Regions from separate parts of the Sus scrofa genome. Here all the other regions are linked to region 2. The links are chromatin contacts, called in public Hi-C and HiChIP or PLAC-seq maps. All regions are on one chromosome and are shown on one strand. The core of a region is the stretch at or near the end of the contact, and the rest is flanking DNA. Distances in the headings are between cores, read along the strand shown.

The links. Hi-C and Micro-C count contacts between places; a contact is called where the count stands out from the background. HiChIP or PLAC-seq counts read pairs in DNA pulled down with a chosen protein or histone mark.
Region 1: a contact with region 2 is called in an H3K27ac HiChIP or PLAC-seq map of skeletal muscle, with 13 times the contacts expected there. The contact joins the promoter of MTERF1 here to the promoter of GATAD1 in region 2. A contact is called at or near these places in 1 of 47 Hi-C or Micro-C datasets (skeletal muscle) and 2 of 2 datasets of contacts at active chromatin or transcription factors (alveolar macrophages and skeletal muscle).
Region 3: a contact with region 2 is called in a Hi-C map of liver, with 6 times the contacts expected there. The contact joins the promoter of CYP51 here to the promoter of GATAD1 in region 2. A contact is called at or near these places in 1 of 5 promoter capture datasets (fetal liver), 2 of 47 Hi-C or Micro-C datasets (liver and skeletal muscle) and 1 of 2 datasets of contacts at active chromatin or transcription factors (alveolar macrophages).
Region 4: a contact with region 2 is called in a Hi-C map of liver, with 3 times the contacts expected there. The contact joins the promoter of AKAP9 here to the promoter of GATAD1 in region 2. A contact is called at or near these places in 1 of 5 promoter capture datasets (fetal liver), 1 of 47 Hi-C or Micro-C datasets (liver) and 2 of 2 datasets of contacts at active chromatin or transcription factors (alveolar macrophages and skeletal muscle).

The regions. Positions count from the first base shown.
Region 1 is chr9:71,851,808-71,857,490 of Sscrofa11.1, forward strand. It overlaps MTERF1 (transcription termination factor 1, mitochondrial), which reads right to left and starts at 2,053. Exons shown (of 6, transcript XR_002347027.1): 1 at 1,982-2,053. LOC102157861 (a long non-coding RNA gene) reads left to right here and starts at 2,138. Exons shown (of 3, transcript XR_305521.3): 1 at 2,138-2,228; 2 at 3,745-3,970.
Region 2 is chr9:72,356,327-72,361,925 of Sscrofa11.1, forward strand. It overlaps GATAD1 (GATA zinc finger domain-containing protein 1), which reads left to right and starts at 3,995. Exons shown (of 4, transcript XM_021102379.1): 1 at 3,995-4,452; 2 at 5,186-5,311. The coding sequence starts at 4,201.
Region 3 is chr9:72,077,761-72,082,758 of Sscrofa11.1, forward strand. CYP51 (cytochrome P450, family 51, subfamily A, polypeptide 1) reads right to left here and starts at 1,387. Exons shown (of 10, transcript NM_214432.1): 1 at 1,187-1,387. The coding sequence starts at 1,360. LOC102158687 (a long non-coding RNA gene) reads left to right here and starts at 1,969. Exons shown (of 3, transcript XR_002347031.1): 1 at 1,969-2,105.
Region 4 is chr9:71,893,839-71,899,620 of Sscrofa11.1, forward strand. AKAP9 (A-kinase anchoring protein 9) reads left to right here and starts at 1,797. Exons shown (of 50, transcript NM_001253824.1): 1 at 1,797-2,076. The coding sequence starts at 2,029.

The DNA.
Region 1 (5,683 bases), core at 803-3,302, 510 kb before region 2:
TAAGTTGTTCCTTCTTTCAAAAAGGCCCATCTTCCTAATGTCTATCCACAGTTCTGGATTTCATTCAAATATATCTTCCTATATATTTTTAACTTAAATATTTAATATTTAAGTAAATCATTTTTTATAGCAACTTGTTACTAAGGAATCTAAAACTAAGTACCCCATTTATACGGGGAAAAAAAGAGTTAAACTGAACTTAGAACTAGCTACAAAAATGTGTTTGGATTGCAATACTATACATGCAATAAACTGACCCCCAAAAATAGGATGAGTAGCCCCAGGTAAGCCTGAAGACATTGGTAACGATTATCAACAGTTGGTGAACATATGAAACGGGAAAAATTCTCACATATCACTGTTGGAAAGGAATTTGACACCATCTGTTCTTTTAACCCAGCATTTCTACTTCTTGGAGATTATCCAAAGAAAATAAAGAAAAATAATACACATTTCTTATTTTTAAAAAAGACCATTATAATATTATTTGTCATAGCAAAAAAAAGAAGGAAACCAAATGGTCCCCAATAGTAGAATGATTAATAAATTGTGGTATATCTATACAATATAATGCTATACAGTCAACTTTAAAAACTAAGACTGATCAAACACAAAAGAAAGATGTCCAAGATATTCTAAGTGGCAAACTGCTTAACAGTATGGCTAAGATAATACCACTTACCTAAGAAGGGGAGGGGGACATTAATATATACGGGGGGGGGATGGAATACAGTTGTTTTTCAGTTTTCAACAAAAACTTAAGCCTGATAAATATCAATTTCATTTGATTGATTTGATCAATGGAGCACCTGATCTCCATTCAAAACAATTCTATTACATCTAATAAAGTGAATAAATATTTAAACAGTATAATGCAAGAAGCACAAACTGCTTCAATCTACAAATAGCAAAAATAATTAATATTCCATATTTATTTCCATCTGTCTCTCAAGCTGACTTTTTGGGGGCTTGTTTTTGGGGTTTTTTTTTGTTGTTGTTTTGGGTTTTTTTGACCACACCCTCAGTCTGCAACTATTTCAGGGCCAGGGATGGAACCCTGGCAACAGCAGTGACAACACTGGATTCTTAAACTGCTGAGCCACCAGGGAACTCCCTCAAATTGACACTTTTAAATAACCAAAGCCATTATTCCAAAGACTAAAGAACAAAATTAACAAATATACTGAAAGTATCTGTACCTCCAACTTGTGAGGTCTAAGGAGTGAAAGAGGATTTACATTCCCCTCTGCTACACAATTCCCCAAAGGAGGTTTTAATGGAAATAGGTAATTACTGGTTCCAGAATACTACATTCCAATTGGTCTTCTTTTGACAAAATGAACTAAGTTTGGAGATCTTTACAGCAGTGCATTTCTCACCTCATTTGTCTTAAGGATAGAGGACTTTGCATTCCTCCAAAAAAACCTGAAAAACAGCTGTCCCTAGAAATGGAAAAATAAAAAGGGGTACAAAATATCGTCAGGACCTCATAAAACAAATTAAAGAGATCAATCTCAGCTAACACTGCATAATGTCTTCTTGAGATGCATAACCTCTGGTACACCAAGTATCTCTCAGAGATACTTAAAAGAAAATGGCAAGTACAAGCCCCAGTGTGAAGGGAAAAGGTACCAAAATCACAAGCATAATTTGTAAAACCAGAACTAAGTGCTTCACACACATTATCTTACTTAAACCCACAACTTAAATGGTAGGCATCATTCCTAAAACTACAAAATCAGAAAAAGCGCCGAGCCCCCTTACTAGCTTGACAACTAGCGAAAGCAAGGTTCGAACACCAGGTGAGTCGTTAACTCAAAACTATGGTATTTCCACGGGTTCTATTCCACGAGTTCTTCCATCCCTCTTCCTCCCACAAGGAAACTGCAAGGGGCTGCACAGAAATGGGACTCTGCTATCCATAACAGTCACTCAGTCCTGGTTCTAAAAACAAAAGGCACAGCGGCAGCGAGTCACCGACCTCCACCTCGACGGTAAACAGGCGCTGTACATGGCTTTACTTCCGCCTCTGGCGTCTAGAGCGTGACCGAAAAGCGGAAATGAATAAGAATAACTTCCGGCCAAGGGCCGCGCACAGAGGTGACGTCACAACGTGGCTCAGTAACCCCCCCCCCACCTCCGGCGGCCGCGCGGTTGTCCTCCGTAGCCTGACGCGAGGAGCCCGGCAGGGGGCAGCAGGAGACCGCGGTGGTCGCCGGAGCCGAGCGGTAAGGGAGGATTTTGGAGGGCGGAGCGCGGCCATAAAATTTCTCTAGACCCGGCCCTAGGCCGAGAGTTGCTGCAGGGATCCATTGCTTGCAGGCGACAAGCGATGGGAAAGTCATTATTATATACATGAATTTTGCACCCTGATAGGATAATTATGTTTATTAATGTGGTTAACATGATGCGATTGAACACCTCGGTGTTTGGTACAGGAAAACGCCTGTGAACAGCCCCAAATTTCCTTGTTGAAGTGCCTTGGAAATCCTCAAGTGTGGCTTCTAATCAGAATTCAATTGCAGCTTTCAGGCTGGGAAGCGACTCTAGTGTGCTTCGATTTAAGTGCGTGCAACATGAATTACTTCTGATTGTTTTGAAATTGTGACAAATCTGGACTATTTATTTTTTATTTTTTGATCTTTTTTGTCTCTTTAGGGCCGCACCCGCGGCATGTGGAGGTTACCAGAGTAGGGGTCAAATCAGAGCGGAGCTGTAGCTGCCAGTCTACGGAACTGAACCGCACTGCGGAACTGAACCACGTCTACGACCTACACCACGGTTCGTGGCAATGCCAGATCCTGAACCCACTGAGTGAGGCCAGGAATCAAACCCCAGTCCTCATGGATATTAGTTGGATAATAGTCGGATTCGGTAACCACTGAGCCACAATGGGAATTCCACAAATTTGAGCTATTTAAATCAAAGTTTCAACAGAAACTTCATCTCTTCTCAGCCAGTGCGGTTTTGTCACCTCTGAAGGTTTTGCCTAAAAACTTCCAGGTCCCGTCAGTCTCACTCTTAGCCCCAAAAGAAGGTTTATGCATAGGTCAGTGAAATAATACTCAGGATGCCAAGTTATTTTCTGGAGAAAGTGTTAGTTTGGCCCTTGGAAGAACAAAGGAAGTTGATCCTGAATTCCACTGCAAGGAAGAATTTACTGCATTACCCTCCTCTGTGTAGGAGCATAATTCGTAGAATTTTCTTCATCCGATTTCTGCACCAACAAACCAATTAATGTTTTATCTTCACTAGATGACTCCCAGCTGGTTTGTTGTTGCCACTTTCTTTTGAAGTAACCTTCCCTTTTGTTGGTTTATAGGAGTAAAGGTTTATCTTTGGGTCTTTAAATTGCTAATAATGGCCATCTGCTAAGTGAAACTATTTACTACAGTTCTCCTAGGTTAAAAGACAAATAGTCCTGGGAGTTCCCTTGTGGCTCAGAGGGTTAAGGATCCACTGTTATCACTGCACGGCTTGGGTCGCTGCTGTGGCCCAGGTTGAATCCCTGGCACCAGAACTTCCATGTGCCACGAGTGCGGCCAAAAAAAAGTTCTGAAAAGTTAGAAATGGTCTCTTTATGTGAATTTTTAAAATCTATTTCTGCATGGAAGGATCTCCTATATTCCAGTTAATATTTACTAGTGTATGTAAATGTATAACTTTATGTACATAAATATGTAAATATTATATCTAAAAACTGCCTTACAATCAGAATGTAAAACAGTAAAATCTCTTTTGTAGGAATCATTAAACTTCAGACTTAAGAAGAGCTTTGGAATTATGGAGCTTCAATTCTCCTTCTACAGATGAGACACTGAAACCCTTAGAGTAGGAGCCAGCAAGAGAATGCATGTTTTATACCTCCTTGACAAGTAGTCTACTGTGATTTACACAGCATATCCCTGCTATCGCAGAGAAGGCGCTGGATCCTTGACCCACTGGGCCACAGCAGGAACTCCTATCAAAGGTTATTTCAGACTTACTTAAGCAACTTCACTATTTGCTTTTTGTGATGCCTTATAGGCAAAGGAGATTGGTTCTTTTGAAAATAAGTTCCATATTTCCTATCCAAAATTTTCTGATTCCAAAAACATTTTTCCAAATATATTTTAAATGCATGCTATGAAATACTGACAAGAATAACGAAAGTATAATAATGATTAGATTATGGTGGTGTATTATTGATAAATTTTTTCCTTCTCATACTTCTGCAGAGGTTTAATCATTAATGATTTGTGCGACTTTGTCATTATCTCCAATAAGAGCAATGACTACTACTTGGTTGTCATTGGTGGTGTGTTAGACTGGAACCTGTATGTACCTTGCCTTCTTTTATTCACTGTCACTATACCCTCCCACTCTTTTTTTCAGGATGGGAGGATACAGTGGAAAACAAAGCCCTGCCCTCCTGGAGTTCATTTCTAGGATTGGTCTTGCTCTCAGCCTAAGTGCTGTCTGCTCCTCTGCATGCTTCCCAAGACCATACCTTACCTAAGACCCTACCACACTGATGTAATTAAGAAAGAGAAGGTTGGTTGGAAACACTGGGGGTTGTGTGTGAAAAGACTAGAGGCAAGGAGTAAGCAATGATGAAGGAACAAAGAGGGAAAGAGAGGAGATGTAGTAGCAACATGGTAGAGGAGAATTTTTCCTCCTAAAAACTGTTCTAAACTTTTCATCTTTCTGGGGTTTTAATAAAGGCTAAAGTAACTCAGTTTTTAAGTCATATTTATATTGTCACATATCTATTACAATTCTCTTTTTTTTTCTGAAACCATTGTGACATTAGATGGTACATGGGTTTTTTGGTTTTTGTTTTTAGGGCTGCACCCGTGTCATATGGAAGTTCCCAGGCCAGGGGTCAAATACACCAGATCTGAGCTGAATCTGCAATCTATACCACAGCTCTGGCAAGACTGGATCCTTAACCCATCCAGTGGGGACAAGGATTGAACCCTTGAATTCATGGACACTAGTCAGGTTCATTACCACTGAGCCACAATGGAACTCCTATATGGGTTTTTAAATGACCTTATTTGGTGAGAGACTAAGCTCCCCCTGCCTTTTTCTTTTTGGGCCTGTGGCATATGGAAGTTCCTGGGCAACCTGGGTCCTTAACCCACTGTACCAGGTTGGGGAGCAAACCTTCCCTGCTGCAGAGAGAACACCAGATCCTTAACCAGCTGTGCCACAGAGGGCACTCTGCCCCCTTTTTTAATTGAAAGTCTGTTTCAGAGAAAGCACTGACTCTAGAGCCCTCCTTCCTCAAAATTAGACTTAGACACTCAGGGGATGGGCAGAAAGTCAAATACAAATCCAGTACCTATCTATATTTGGAAGCACCTCTGCCCTTTTATTTTAAGGTTGTTTGTTTGTTTGTTTGTTTGTTACTGTGCCAAAAGTACCTGCCTGACCAGTTCAGCCCAGGAAGCATCCTTAGTTTTTCATGCAAATAGACCTCTAGCAAACCACAAGCCTCATGTTTCAATCCCACTCATGTTTGAATTTCAGAAGACCCAATTAAGGTTTGAAAGGAAGTGGCCCTCCATTCTCCCATCCCCCACCCAATAAATACACCCACAGACTCCTGGACCCAGTAGACTAAGGGATCCCCCATGCCACATCAACCTCCTAGACAAACTGCCAACTTCCCACAAGTCTCATTTGAGGGCCCTCAGAG
Region 2 (5,599 bases), core at 2,745-5,244:
ATCAGCCTCGGGGTGGACATTAAGCCAGGCACTGACCAGAAGTCAAAAAAAGTTCTTTACAACCTCATAGGGACTAACTCACTGAACCCTCACATCAAGAATGTGAGGTGCACTCTCCCATTATCCTCAGATGACAGGCAGGTAAAGGAGTCTGAGTGCCCCTGACATATACAGGCTGTGCTACGAATGAGTGGACAAGGAACCCTATGTTGCCCATAGGCACCAAGACACGAAACATGGACAGCACCTCTCTGAAACTAGCCCTGGGATGTATTTTATGCATTTGCTTTTTTTTTGAAGGAGGAGGTATTTGTCTGTTTACACACACACACACACACACACACATACCCCACCAGCAGAATTTTCTCAGACATTCCCATGGGCACTAAATTATCTCTCTGTGCTCTAATTGAACCCTTCCCCTGGCCCCAATCCAGGTATCTCTCTAAGATATCTCCCTTGGCACCTGAGGGAGCCCTGGCCTGGCCAATTGTAGCTCCCACTCTTCCTGAGGCACCCATGAGGGAGCCTCAGGAAGAGCGGGAGCTACAATTGTGAGCAGGGGTTTGGGTTGGAGCCTTCACTGACCGTGTCCTCCTGAATCCTTTTCTCCTACCCATTTGTCTCACTTCCCAACTTGACACCCTCACTCCCTGGCCTGGCCAGCATCTCTGCCTGGTAGTCCTATTTCTCCGTGCAGCACACCACTCTTTTGTCATGCCAATACTTCTGCACAGGCGTTTTGTGATGCTATAGCTTTGCTGCTTGCAGGAGAAGCCCCACTTATTGCCTGGAGACTGTGCCACACATGACAACTGATCAAATCTTCACGCAGCCCTGAGTGGGCAATACACTCTTCTTGATTTACAGACAAGGGACTGAGCAGCAGAGAGGAGGTCTGCTTGCCAGACCTTGAACTAGGTACTGTTTGTGCACCACTGTGCTCCATGTCATCCAGCTGGGAGAGGCTTTTTAGGGCCAAGAAACTGCCTATTATTTCCTTATTTTCCATTTGATACTTTCCCTTCTTTTTATTTTTTTTAAAGAAAAGTAACACATGATGTGGTAAAAATATTTCAAATGATGCAAAAGGGTGCAAAAAGAAAAGTGAAAGTCTCCCCTTCCTCACCAGCTCTGTTAACATCAATTGTGAACAGGTTTTTGTCTAAATAACTGAAAAGAGTACACATCACACATACAGATTTTAAACTTACACAGAGTGATCATCTTCCATACATTGTTCTATAAATTGCTTCTCCCCTTAATTATATCTGAGATCTTTTCATATCGGCAAGTAAAGGAGCCTCGAATGGTTTCCTTTGTCACTGAGCTTTATTTTGGCTGACATGACCTTGATGCCAAAGTCTGACAAAGATGTGACAAGAAAGGAAAATTATAAGCCTATTTCACTTGTGAACATAGGTACAAAAATCTTTTAAAAATTAATAAGCCAAATCTAGCAATATATGAAAAGAACAGTATATGATGACCAAGTTGGGTTCATCCCAGGAGTTGCAATACTAATTTAACATTCAGAAATCTATCAGTGTAATCCACACATGAATAGCATTGTGGACATTTTACACAGAAAACCGTTTGATAAAATTCTACACATTCATGATGAAAATAGAAGGGAACTTCTTTACTCTGACAAACAGAATCTACAAAGTCTACGATGTTAGAAATCAATGTAGTGGTTGTCTGTGAATAGAGGGCAAGAGAAGGGCTTTTGTGGTAGTAATGATTTCTTGATTGCCTGAGTGTGGTTACTTTGTGATAATCAAGCTGTACACGAGTCAGTTGGATACTTTACAGTATGTGTATTATAATTTAAAAGGTTGTAGAAAGATTTATTTACAAGAAAAAAAAATGTTCTTCCTGAGGACCTCAGAAGGGGAGGGGGTGTGACCAGAGCTGTGGAAGTGACAAGGACAGGAGCTGGAGGGTGGTGGAATGAGGAGGAATGGAGAAAAGAGGGTGCTGGGTGGTTATACATGTGGAAATGGGCCCCACTCAGCATGTTGTCCTGTGGTGGAGAGGAAGCTGGTGAGCCGGGGGCCAAAGCTTTCAGTGAAGGAGGAGGAATTTGGAGATGCGCTATAAAGACAGGTATACTAGATGCGGAGATATATTAGGGAGCATGGAATTTAGTACCTAGACACCCCTCAGCATGTGCTGTACAGTGAGAAGACAGCACCACATACGTATTCTCAGCTACTTTCACAATTGGTCTTAAACTCTGTAACTGTGTGGAAAGTAGTTAATATTTGTTTTACTATTGGAAAACCCTAGACTCAGAGCCAGGATGAGGGAGCCACAGCCTGGGACCCAGGGCTACTTCCAAGGCCTCTCCAGCTGTGCCTCCCAGAGCAGTGGCCATGTCACCATCAGGACCCAATCACTGTCCCTCCATTGATGATCAGTTAACAGTACAATAGGGATAATATCTTGTTCCATGATTGGCATAAGCACTAAATGCTGTTTCACATCATAAGCCATTCAATACAGTTTTATTCTTCCTTTCCTCCCAGCCCTCCACTAACATACTCATCAAGAACTGTCCAAGAATGCCAAGTCTAGAAAACCCAGGCTCATGAAGACAGGTATGCAGCCGCCATTCTAAGAGAGGCTGAGGAGAGATTGTCCCTGGGGAGGCCTGTCCTTACCAGTGACAGTAGCAGAGGGGAGCAGGATTCTTATTGTTGGAGACATGGCTCGAATCGTCAGTGTCGAAAAAGGCACATGAACACGGGGAGACCTTGACAAGGCTCTTTACTTCTGCAGAAGGGCATGCTTGGTCAAAAAGCATGCAAAAAGAGCCAAAAAGCATGCAAAAAGAGGAAAGGACCCTCCCTATTTATTCCTAACACAGGCGCTGCACCTGTCCCCTTCCCATTGGTCAGGTCAGGGTGCACATTTCCTTGGTTGGCTAATTTGAAACAAATTGTTACTGGGAGAAAAAGAAAGAGGAGGTGGTGGCAGGAAAGCATTTCAACCAGCAGAAACCAGAGCAAAATGGAGTAATCAAGATTTCCTTTGATAGAAAAGACATTATGTTACTTTCCACATTATGATGCACTTGTCCTAGGCCAGCTGTTCTCGAGTGGTCCAGGGAGGGCTTTCCCGGGGCTCTCAGGGCCAAATCTGTTTCCCAACAATGCCCAACCAGCTATTTGACATTTCTATTCATCCTTTCCCTGGCATACTGTTCAGATCTGTGGGCTTATGACACCTTCACTCCAGGGCCAATGAATGCAGGGGTGGCATCTTAGGTTTTAAAATACATTTCAACTCCTAATACATAAATGTCCATGAAATAAGCCATATAATCGAAAGCATCTGAGAGGGTCTAAATCACAACTTTAAAGGGTGTAAAGGTGTCCTAAGGAGTGTTAGATTTAGCAAAAATACGGGATGTCCACTTAAACTTGCATTCAGATAAACAACAAATATTGCCTAGGGTACACTTGTGTTAAAAAATTATTCGCTGCCTTGGAGTTCCCGTCATAGCGCAGCAGAAATGAATCCGACTAGGAACCATGAGGTTGAGGTACCATCCCTGGCCTCGCCCAGTGGGTTAAGGATCCACCCTGGTGTAGGTTGCAGACGCAGCAGCGGATCTGGCGTTGCTGGGGCGTAGGCGGGCAGCTCGGATTAGAGCCCTAGCCTGGGAACCTCTATATGCTATGGGTACGGCAGTAAAAAGACAAAAAGACAAAAAAAAATATTCCCTGCCTAAATGAAATTCAGATTTAATTGGGCGTCCTGCACTTCACAGGCCAATCGTGGGCCTAAGGCAAAATGTTTGAGGAGCAACCTGCTCCCAGTAGTTCCGGATAGGGCATTTCCGGTCAGGCGGGCCTTGGGGCGCGCGTGCCCCGCCCCCTCTCCGGAAGCTTCCTCTCCAGGCGTCTGGGCGCTCCTCCCAGGCCAGGCCCCTCCCAGGCCAGGCCCCGCCCCGGCCTCGCGTCCGGGCGCCGCTGGCCGCACTGGGCTGCAGCGCTGAGTTTCGCGGGCGGAACCGGCTTCCTGCCTCCAGGGGGCAGCGGCCGCGGTCCGCTCTGTACGTGGACAGCTCGGCGCCACGCCCGCGCCGCTCTTTCCGTTTCTGGGAGTGGCGGGCCGGCCAGCGGGCCGCCGGGGTCGGCGGGAGCCATTCCGGTGTCGCTGCGCCCGCGGGGGCCGCCCGAGCCGGCCACGATGCCTCTGGGCCTGAAGCCCACCTGCAGCGGCTGCAAGACCACGTCGTCCTCCATGTGGAAGAAGGGCCCGCAGGGGGAGATTCTCTGTCACCACTGCACGGGCAGGGGCGGCGCGGGCGGCGGGGGCACCGGCTCGGGGGCGGCCGGTGGGACAGGAGGCAGCGGCGGCGGAGGCGGCTTCGGCGCGGCCACCTTCGCCAGCACCTCGGCCGCCCCGCCGCAGAGCAACGGGGGCGGGGGCGGCAAGCAGGTGAGCTCCCGCGGCCCCTCCCGACGGCGGAGGCCGACCGGCTGCGAGTCAGGCGGGAGGAGGGCGAGGAGGGAACGGTGGGAGCCCAGGATCGCTGTGCCCACTCCCAACCCCGATGAGAAGATCGTCATTGGTTTGGCCCTTTTTAAGCACCTTTTCTTGTGAGAAATTGAAAGTCTATAGAGAAGTAAGAAAACCAAAACCTTTCAGAAATTGCCCCTATTGTAATGTTTGGATGGAAACCAGACATCTCCACGTACACATGTGCACACAGGTGAACAAGGTCGTTCCGCTGGACCTCTTTCCCTGTTAATAAAGTTTATTGTCTTGATGTCATGCTGTTAAGATTACCGTGTCATCATTTTCGGTGGCAGCGTAAGTGTTCCATTGCAGGAGGTGGTCTACCTGACCTGTTCTCAGGCTTTGGAGAGCTGAGTTTTCAAGGATTTTTGGTTACAAACACAACAAATGAACAGTTCCTGCCTTGACCTAAACTTAACTCTTATTGCGGCCCCTTGCCCTGTTGCAAGTAGCGGCTCTGGAGTTGCTTGTCCAGTGCCCTTTCTGTTTTTATTAGCCCAGTTCAGTGATTACCCAGCGTAAAAAGAAAAAGCGCACCCTTAGTTTTTAAATGTGGTTTAAAGTACATATTTTGGGATACTTGTAAGATGGTTGTTTTAGAACTGCAGGCTGTCTACGCTTATTTCTTTCTTTTTTGTTCTTTATGTAACAGAGTAAGCAAGAAATTCACAGGAGGTCAGCTCGGCTCCGAAACACTAAGTACAAATCTGCTCCAGCTGCTGAAAAGAAAGTTTCCACTAAAGGAAAAGGGAGAAGACATATTTTTAAATTAAAAAATGTAAGATGATTATGTTCAGTGCCTTGTACTGTGATGGCGTTGTGTAGTGTGTCTTGCCACTGCCTTCACCTCTCACCCTTTGAACTTGGATTCTCTGCTTGGCAGATCCTTTTGTAGTGTTCTAGGGATTGGTCCAGACTTTCTCAAAGGGGGTAAGGAGACTTACTGTTTATAGAACTGACAATACCCTTTTTTTTTCTTTAGCGTTTATGTTTTTATCTCAGAAATATAAAATATGATTCTAAAAGAAACCTAAACCTGGAGCACATTTTATTGGGTTTTCTGCGC
Region 3 (4,998 bases), core at 137-2,636, 280 kb before region 2:
TAGCACTTAAGGTATTTAAGATGCTCCAAAATGAGACTTGCAGATTATAACATGAAGTCTTCTGGAAATCAAACTTGCAATGCAGTCAAATGATAAAAAGGGACAGTATTCCACACATTACAAGGAGTCCAAAGAGTGAATTTGTAAGGAGCTCTACAAACTCACTCTTTAGACAATAGCAGCAATCTTAAAATATTAGGGAGTTCCCGTCGTGGCTCAGTGGTTAACAAATCTGACTATGAACCATGAAGTTGCCGATTCAATCCCTGCCCTTGCTGAGTGGGTTAAGGATCCGGCATTGCTGTGAGCTGTGGTGTAGGTCACAGACAGGGCTTGGATCCTGCGTTGCTGTGGCTCTGGCATAGGCCAGCAGCTACAGCTCAGATTCAACCCCTAGCCTGGGAACCTCCATATGCCCTTCCTTGGGTGTGGCCCTTAAAAAAAAAAGAAAAGAAAAGAAAAAGCTACCTGGTCAATGGTTTGTACATTCCATTGTCAGTAAAAGGGTAGTTTTAAAAGCTAGTTGGTGTTGGCTGGTTAAGGAAGCATTCATCAAATATATTAAGGACGTATGAAGCTAGTAGTCAATAAAGCCACTAAGTTAGAGAAATTGATATTAGCATTATAGGAAGATCCCTACAACACTCCAGCCACAGCCACTCAAATCAAACTGAACACATCCCCCTGGTACTGATGGAAATCGCCATAGGACACTATGCCACAGAAGGGTGGCCACCAGGACTGAAGCTGCCACTAATAACACCACCAGGACCTGCACTCCCCGGGGGCCAAAAACACCCCTTCAGCTGCCAGTAGAGCATCAAGACGCTCAGCGCCTCACCTGCTACGCCGGTCATGACCATTAGGACCACCGGTGCCTTGGCCAGCATAGCCATCACTACGACCAAAATCACGGTCACTTCGACCCCGGCCAGGACCAGACACGAGGCCACCACTATAAACACGACCCAGCACCAAGTCCAGCAAGGTCAAGGCAGTTGCCACCGCCAGCGCCAAGACAGTGCCACTGCCACCCTCCCCCGACCCCAGTCCCCAGCGCGCCCGCGGCCACTGCCCAGCCCAGCACCACCGCTGTCCCAGGCCCCCGTTAGCCCTTCGGCCGCCCTCATCGGAGCAGCTGCCCTCATTGGAGCGTCCCTCGCCTGAACCCCTAGGGGTGACGTACCGCTCCAGCCGGCAGTGGGGCCAGGTGGCCGATGGCTTGGCGGAACAGGTAAACTAAGATGAGCGTGAAGGCGCAGGCGAGGAGCAGACTGGATAGGAGATTGACGCCAGTTACCTGCTCCATCGCCTGCCCAAGCACCGACCCCCCAGCTTGCAGTAAGCCCAGCAACACCATCCCGGCCGCCACCCTCACGTCAGTTTGCTGGGGATTCTGGAGGCCGAGGTCGCCGCGGCTCCTCCGAAACCACTGAGGGAGACTAGCCAGCAGATGGGCGTCGGAAAGCGGCGCCGGCCCGCAAGCCCCCTGCTGAACCCAGCCGCACCCCCTACTGCCGGCTCCCTCACGCACCACCCTGTACGTCACAGGAGTGGGAGGGGCTTCCTATGCCCACGCCCCATAAATTGTACTTCGTGCCGCGGTCATCTCCTTACGCAGGAGAGAGGACCTGAAGAATAATGCTGCACCTGTCGCACGGGTGGTACAGAGACAGACCAGAATGTGGCCTAAGAGGAGATAACCTCAGAATCGCGGTCCACCCCAACTTGGGTGTGCTGGGTGCGGGGCGCCAGGTCACGCGACCGGGATGAGATGGGCGGAAGGATCTCAAGGCGAGGGTTGTGAAGGTGGGGCAGGGGGAGCGCGCTTCGTGATTGCACCGCGCGCGCGTGAGGTGATCTCGGCCTATGTCGCGTCAGCTGGGCGGGTGTCTGAAGCACCGCCCCTTGCCCGGGCGCGCGGACCCGCCACAGCCGAACCTGCTCCTGGGCTGCTTCCTGGGATTTGGGGGAGTCTCTACGTTTTATGAAAATGGAGTTTGTGAAAGACGCCGTCCAGACACTGAAAGGTGGGACATTTGATGTCAGTCCCACCTCACCCCGGGTAAAACCAGTCTGATAGATGTTCAAAAGCGCGCTTCAAGGTAACAAGTCTCGCTTGTTGAGTATTCTGCGTTATACAAAAACAGGTTTTCCGAACCAACTTTAATGTTCAAGGCCGTCGTCACCTATTTCAGGCAACATTTCCCAAGAACGACAATTATTCTAGCTTTTTAGGACCAGAAAGGTTTTTAAGCGGGAGTTAAATCCTATGATTACAGTCGAGCTGGTTTCATCCTCTCCTGTGGTTTCAAATGAACATGTATAGAAAATGACTGCCAAATGGAACCCTCCTTTTAGATGACTGTCACAGACTCCCGACCAGATTCGTTTCTTTATTTAATCAGCGTTAAGAGCTAGGTGTCGTGCTAGGCACTGAGGATTCGGCAGGGAGTGAGAAAACTCGGCAAGGCCCTCTTGGAAGAAGCGGTAATAGCTAATTGCCTGTTGTGACACCGCTGGCTGGAGATCTGACACTCAAAGTTGATGCCAAACTAAACGTAAATCTCCGCCTTGCTCCTCCTGCAGTGCCTCTCAGGAAAGGCAGCACCGCCCACAAAATTGCCCTATTCCTCTGGTCCTCATGGCTGATCAGTCGCCAGGTCCTGTAATTCCACCGCCTTAAAAGTTTTTCCAGGCGTTCCTGTTATGGTTCAGCCGATTATGAACCCGACTAGTATCCATGAGGATGTGGGTTTGACCCCTGGCCTCTTTCAGTGGGTTAAGTATAGGGCCTTGCTGAGCTTTGGTGTAGGTGGCATATGTGGCCAGAATCTCTTGATTGGTGATGTAGGTGGGCAGCTGCAGCTCTGATTGGATTCCTAGCCTGAGAACTTCCATATGCCTCAGGTGTGGCCCTAGAAAGCAAAAAAAAAAAAGTTCTCTCCATTCTTGTGCCACCTCCTTAGCTCAGGTCCTCCTCATTGCTTGTCTGCATTACTGCAGGAATGCTACCTGATCTCCACTGCCACGCTTGTCTTTATCCTCCAGACTGCTGCCATTTCTTCTATCATTAAAGCTGTGTTGTAATCATCTCTATAGGTTTCCTCTGTTACAAGATGAACTTCAGAATATAGGGGTGGTGTCTTGTTTTTATATTCTGCATACCTACCATAGCAGTTCACCAAGTGTGGTTTCACAATCCTGGGATCTCCAGGACCCTTTCAGAGAGTCTGCAAACTCAAAGCTGTTTATAATAATGCTGTTATTTGGAGTTGCCACTGGTGCAATCGGTCAGGGATCAGTTGTTGTCTCCACAGCTTCTCTCTTTTGTGCAGTTTCCATCCCTGAGGTCCAGGGCAGTGGGTTAAAGATACACTTGCCACAACTCTGGTGTAGGCCGCAGTGGTGGCTCAGATTCGACCCCCTAGCCAGGGAATTTCCATGTGCTTCAGGTATGGGAGTGGAGGGGAGGGGGCAACCAACTATTACTGGGTTCTTTACTGCTAGTTTTTGCAGTGATAGTGTCAGATCAATAGTAAATAAAACTTCTGGGGCCTTAGCACAAATCATTGACAAGTCGCACCAAACTGTAGTAGTCATTATTCTCAGTCATGTACTTGCAATCAAAAAAATTGCCCATTTCATTTAAGAATGTCCTTGATGAAATTGCGAGCATTACTTTTATTAAAGTTTAGGTATTGAGTGCATGTATTTTTAACTAGCCGCTGTTTTCACAGAATAGCATTTTTGCTTGAAAGAACAAGTGACAAACTTTGGTCATTCAGATGTGGGATTTTGACAGATTTTTTTGGAGGGGAGGGGGTCTTTTTACGGCTGCACCTGCAGCATATGGAAGTTCCAAGGTTAGGGGTAGAATTGGAGCTGCAGCTGCCAGCCACAGCCTCAGCAAGGCGGGATCCAAGCTGTGTCTGCAGCCTGCTCCGTAGCTCATGGCAATGCCTGATTCCTGACCTAAGCGAGGTCAGGAATCCAATCCCCATCCTCATGGATACTAGTCAGATTCATTTCTGCTGCGCCACAACGGGAGCTCCCCCAAATATTTTCTTGAAGTCAGCCCCAAAGTTAGCCTCTCCTTTCAGGGAAAACCACTGGCAGTATTTGTTGTCACTGATAAAATTAAAGCTTTAAAATAAAAACTAAAGATTTTAGAAATCTTATATCTACCACTGTGAACTTGACAACTTACTAATTCTGAGACTTTTCTACAGAGGAAAATGTGTTAACAAGTAGAGTTTGTAGATTAAAATGTGTCAATATACTGAGTCTTTTCATAATTAGAGGAGACAGTATCTTCAAATGACCAGTGCATGATGTTACAAAATCATGTGTGCGTGAAACATCCAAAGTACAATTTAGACCAGTCCATTTTCGTATAACAGAATACAGAGAGTTCATTGATATAGTTTCAGATTCTACATTACAACTAACTTTTAAGATACAACCGCTTGTGAAGAATATCTGTGATTATCTGGGAAAGTTAGTAAAATATTCCTCACTTTCCAACTATTCATCTGTGTGAAGCCATGTTATCTTAATGTACTTCAATCAAAGCAATATAGATAGATTACACAATAGATTGAATAATGAAGCACATGTGAAAATTTAGCTCCCTTCTACTAAGCCAGGCATTAATGAGATTGGCAAAAATCTAAAACACTGCCACCTTTTTGTTTTTGAAAATATACCTGTGTTCATAAAAATGCATTATGTTAACATGGTATTGTTATTTCTAATAAATTAACATTTTCATTTCTCTAATTGTAGTACCATAAATTTTTATAGATATAACCCATATTTTCTAAAGTTCTTTAGAGTTCTTAATAATTTTTAAGATTGTGAAAAGAGTACTGAGACCAAAAAGTTTGAAAACTGCTGACCTAGGATACAATATGTGTGAGATTTTCAATTTTTGTTCTCTGTGGAACCAGTTCCATACCACCAGTACTACTTCCTTGTGAGATCATTTTAAAGAAA
Region 4 (5,782 bases), core at 547-3,046, 460 kb before region 2:
CAGCACACACTGCAACAAATAGGTTCTACTGAGAAAGCAGTGTCTAGTAACAAACAGAAATACCTTAGATATTGTAGAGCTTCCTCCTCCTGGAGGATCAGAATCTATAAACACAATCCCTCTGTCCAGGCAGTACTTAAATCGTGCATTTTAGAACACTTGGTTCTAGATCCGGTTTTACTCTGATTAGCTTGGTGACAACTAAATAAATCATCTCTTCTTTTATTGTCTCAATTCTTTTATTCTAATAAAATGTTTATTCTCACCCATTTCTCAATTCAGGTTAGGAAAACAGGACAAAATATATTGGGTATTACAAACTGGCGCAATATGTATGCATTGTGGATTCTGAGGACAAAAAGTCTTTTTTAAATCTAAGAATTTCTAAATTATGACTATTTAAAAATAGTCTTCAGTTTGTAGTGGACTTAAGATTTTTAGATCTTTAGTTTTTTTTTTCCTTTTCTTTTTTAAACCTTAGTTTTCACTTAACACCACTTCTATGATTGAACTCCGCTTATTTTAATTCATACCTGCTAGTTTTTCAGTCCAGCCTAATCCAAAACAAAGGAGAAACATGATCAACCTGAGAAATTAAAAAGTGTAGTTCACCCCAGGAATGGATTTGAGGGTAAGATGATGAGAAGGAAAAAGTATTGAGGGAACAGATGAAAATACAGGAAAGAGAGTCATGCTCAATTTATTAAAGTGGCTCAATTCAATCCAACAAGTGTTCATTGGGTGCAAAGCATTACGCTAGTCATTTTAGCAATGCCAAAATTAGCAAGATAGTCTTTGCCCTTAAGAAGTCAGGTATATGAGGTGAATTAAGAAGGGCGCAAGGTTTTAAAATATCACGCAGTATGCATACAGGAATACAAGGAGAGAGGAAACTGACATTAAGGATTTTTTAATATAACACATGTTAACTCATATATATTAACAACCCTTCCAAAACTTCCAGGTAAGCTCAAGGAAGATAGGTAACTTGGTTCAAGATCATCTAAGCTAGAAAGTTTATCCTGGCTTTGTCCTCAACCTAGGTTCCAAAGCCTAGGCTCATTTCAGGACACCATAACTAAGGGCAAGCTCCAAGGAGGAGTGGGAGGGGATTAAGATGAGGCTGGATACTCCCGGTTGCGGTGGAGGGAACAAAGAGATCAGAAAAGCTATTCCAGGCGGCGTGTGAGGTGGGCCTTTAAGGATGAACCCGAGATCGGAGAGGGACTTTCCGCTAAGGAAGCAAGCAATAAGAGCTACTAGCCGTCTTTGCAGCCCTCCGCAATAAGAGCTGCTAGCTGCCTTCCCCGTCCTTCGGGTGGAGGAGTCAATCTAGGTTGAAAAAGTGTCCGGTGGATCCTCTTCCCGATCCACCCTTACCCCCGTCTTTTCCTTTGGGACTTTTCAGCCTTCACCAATTTCGCCATCAGGCACTTGGGTTTTATTTTTTCTTTAGAAATTTGCAAAATCTCAAGGCTTTAAAAACGACCACTGAGTCCTTGGACAGTGGTGGGGGTCCGACTGGGTCCCCTGGCACACTCCCTCTCTCCCAACCCTCTCCGCCACCTGGAGAGTGGCGTTCGGCCCTTGGCGAGGGTGCTCTCCTAGCTAGTTTTTCGGGTGTGGGTGCGAGGATCGGAGGCCGGGCGGGGGTCGCCCTGGCTGCTGAGCACTGGGCCGGCGGGGGCGGGGCGCGCGGGACGGGGCGGGGCCGCGGGAGCACCTGCCCGGCGCCGCGAGGCTTGAGGCGGCTGCGCGGCTTGACGTGCCCCCCGCCCTCCCGCCCGTCCCGCCGTGTGTTTACGTGGAGACGAAGATGGCGGCTGCGGCGGTGACGACGCTGCTCGTGCGGCCGAGTACTGTCAGCCAGTGAGCGAGGAGACTGGTTCCACTCCGGGCGGGGAGGAGCGCCGGCCCGGCCCCGCGAGCGGGGCTGTGGAGCTTGCGGTCCCACCTCCGTCTGAACCGACCTTTCCTTTCTACTCTTGACCCCTTGCGTGTCTTCCCCCAGCCTTCCCCGCAGAAGCTATGGAGGACGAAGAGAGGCAGAAGAAGCTGGAGGCCGGCAAAGCGAGGGTAAGAGAACCGGAGGCCGCCCGGCCTGCGCTGGGAGGCGGTGGCTGGGAAGGGTTCGGAGGGGGCCTGGGAAGTGGAGATATTGCAGCACCGGTGCGCTGCCAGGGAGGGAGGTGCTGCAGGGTCCGCATTTCCCCTCGCCCTCTTCTCTCCCTTTTCCAATTGAAAAAGCTTAGTGCTATACTACCTAGCGGATATTTCCGTGAGGATTGGGTGGTGTGGCTCCTTTCTCATTTGAACGCCCAAATAAAATCCCTCTTTTACCGTATTGCTCTAATCTGGTATTTATTGCTTATAAATTTCCATCCTTTCACTTTTTTTTTTTTTTTTTTTTTTTTTTACTTAGGGACTTTTCTGGGTAGTGGAGGCATTGTGCTCTTCAGGGTGGGGATTTGGGGCTTTTCTTTATTCGGTAAGGGATTTGTACGCTCATCATTAGCTAGGCTTTCTTAGGTGGCACGCTGGCACTCTTGGGTGTGTGATTGGCCTGTGACAGCTGCCTCAGCAGTGGCAAGAGTGTGCCACAAGTGCCAGCTGTGAACTTCGCTTTAGGGGCGTTTTTAGGAGCCTGGCTTTGTATGTTTGTGTTTGGAGGTCTTTGTCATGGCATGCGCTTTGTATTGTGTGGAATAGTAATGCAGTCTGTGAATGGAACTTCAGGGGACGAAGGGTTCCATATTCTAAGCAACACCTATAGAATTCCCGCTTTAAATTGAATTTTACCTCTCTCTATATAATCTTGTTGAGTCCCTGTTTTATGTATGTGTATGAAAAAAAACCTGTAAAGCAAACAACGCAAAATCATACACAGGTATTATTCACTTGGCTTCACAAAAAATTTGGCAAGACAAAATATAACCTAAATAGGATATTTCTTTTAAAAATTACATGTTTGAGTATTTTTTTTTTTTTTTGGCCACTCTAAGGCCCCCTTCCTCCCTGTAATGAAATTACTGTTTATAGATTATAGTCTGTTTTATTAGAGATGATTGTTAGCAGTCATTTTTGGACCACGATTAAATTATAATGTAGTTAACTGTTTCTTCTCTCTTCTTCACCTTTCCCTCCTGCCAAATAAACAAGTTAAGGAGATTGGGGTCTATGATTTCAGTAATCCCTGAAGCACACATTGCAGAGATACAGTAGTAGATGGTTAGCACAGGTTCCTTAAATGAATGTAAGTATATAAACTATCTTGATATTATCTACGGTCAAAGCTTAAGTCCTTATATGTTATCAGGCAGACATTATTTTAGAAGCTATACGTGGAGGAAAAAGGGAATCAAGGCATCTTTAGATGCTCAAAGTTGATTAAATTTCTGCAATCTGAGTATATGAGCGCGATCTATGAATCCAAGAAAGTGGAAGTGTGCCCTTCCCTACAAAAGTATTGAAGCTCTACTTAGACATTTTGCTTGGCTCTTTGTTACTTCAGAATTTTTACAGCCTGCCTCCAGAAGTATACTTTCCTAAATATATGTGAAGCAGTCCAAATAAAATGCTTAGGACAACACATTTCACAATAGAGGATTCATTTAAGTTGCTTTGATTCAACAAAAAAGGAATTCTAGTTTCTTTGTATGTGTGTTTTTGTCCTTTAAAATTCTGCCGATGGGGTTAAAATCTCCTTTAAATGTTCACTTTTATTGTAGAAGATTATCTTCTTATAGAATTAAGCCATAGTTTTCCAGTCAGAAATAAATCTGTGAGACTTGTAGGGCAAGATATGTTTCCTCAAGCATTGGCTATACAGTATGAAAACACTAGAAACAACCTTCAAAGATAATATTAGGAGAATCATTTTCTAAACTGTATTACATAAGTGTGATGGAATATTATACAGTCAGTAATATGAAGACTGCTAGGAACATGGAAAATAGAGTGAAAACAGCATCATCAAAAATAGTGTGTATATGGAGTTCCCATCGTGGCGCAGTGGTTAACGAATCCAATTAGGAACCATGAGGTTGCGGGTTCGATCCCTGCCCTTGCTCAGTGGGTTAACAGTCTGGCGTTGCCGTGAGCTGAGGTGTAGGTCACAGATGCGGCTCGGATCCTGCGTTGCTGTGGCTCTGGCGTAGGCTGGTGGCTACAGCTCCGATTAGACCCCTAGCCTGGGAACTTCCACATGCCGCGGGAGCGGCCCAAGAAATAGCAAAAAGACAAAAAAAAAAAAAAAAAAAAAAAAAAAAGTGTGTATAGGAGTTCCTGTCATGGCACAGCAGAAATGAACCCGACTAGGAACCATGAGGTTTCGGGTTCAATCCCTGGCCTTGCTCAGTGGGTTAAGAATCCGGCGTTGCCATGAGCTGTGGTGTAAGTCGCAGACATGGCTCGGATCCCATATTGCTGTGGCTCTGGTGTAGGCCGGTGGCTACAGCTCCAATTAGATCCCTAGCCTGGGAACTTCCATATGCCGTGGATGTGGCCCTGAAAAAGAACAAAAAGATGGAAAGAAATAAAATAAAATAGTGTGCACAGGATTTCCTCCTGTGGTGCAATGGGACCATTGATGTCTCTGCAGCTTTAGGATGCAGGTTCAGTCCTGGCCTGTTGCAGTGGATTAAAGGATCCCACATTGCCACAGGTGGCTTGTAGGTTGCAGCTGTGGCTCAGATCTGATTTCTGGCCCAGAAACTCCTTATGCCCCAGGGCAGCCAAAAAAGAAAAAAAAATTAGTGTATACATTACTTCATTTGTATAAATGTGTGCTTTTATATTAGGACTTAAAAACTTTGGGTTGTGTCAGGTCATTCAGCAAACCTGAATGAACTCTATACTAAAAACTGGAAATAGGTGGCACTATTCTCTGTTCTTAAAGTTTAGTGGGACAGACAGACACTGGGTAGTAAGTACAGTGAGAGGAGTGGTAAAGTAGGATTTGGGGTGAATTTTTTTCATTTGTTAAAATGTGTTAAATATTGCTATATTATTTTAAAGTCTCTTTTACAAAGAAGGTTCTTACTATTGATAGTAATGCAGCCTACCAAAATGCCTATCAAAAAAGTGCTCAGTAGGAGTTCCTGTCGTGGCGCAGTGGTTAACGAATCTGACTAGGAACCATGAGGTTGCGGGTTCGGTCCCTGCCCTTGCTCAGTGAGTTAACGATCTGGCGTTGCCGTGAGCTGTGGTGTAGGTTGCAGACGCGGCTCAGATCCCGCGTTGCTGTGGCTCTGGCGTAGGCCGGTGGTTACAGCTCCGATTCGACCCCTGGCCTGGGAACCTCCATATGCCACGGGAGTGGCCCAAGAAATGGCAAAAAAAAAAAGTACTCAGTAAATATTTGCTTAGTGAATGAATAAGCAAAATGATTACTAGCATGTTGTAATTTAATAACAGTAATCCAGAATTCTCTTAATTGAAAGTCTTTTATTGCTGGCAATAGAAATCTCTTCAAGGAATTCCTGTCGTGGCTCAGCGGTTAATGAACCTGACTAGCATCCATGAGGATGCCGGTTCGATCCCTGGCCTTGCTCAGTGGGTTAAGGATCTGGTGTTGCCATGGACTGTGGTGTAGGTTGCAGACTCTGCTGGGATCTGGTGTTGCTGTGACTCTGGTGTAGGCCGGAGGCTACAGCTCTGATTGGACCTCTAGCCTGGGAACTCCATATGCCACGGGCGCAGCCCTAAAAAGACAAAAAAAAAAAAAAAGAAAGAAAAGAAATCATTTAAAGAGTTCCTATTATGGTTCAGAGGATTAAGGACC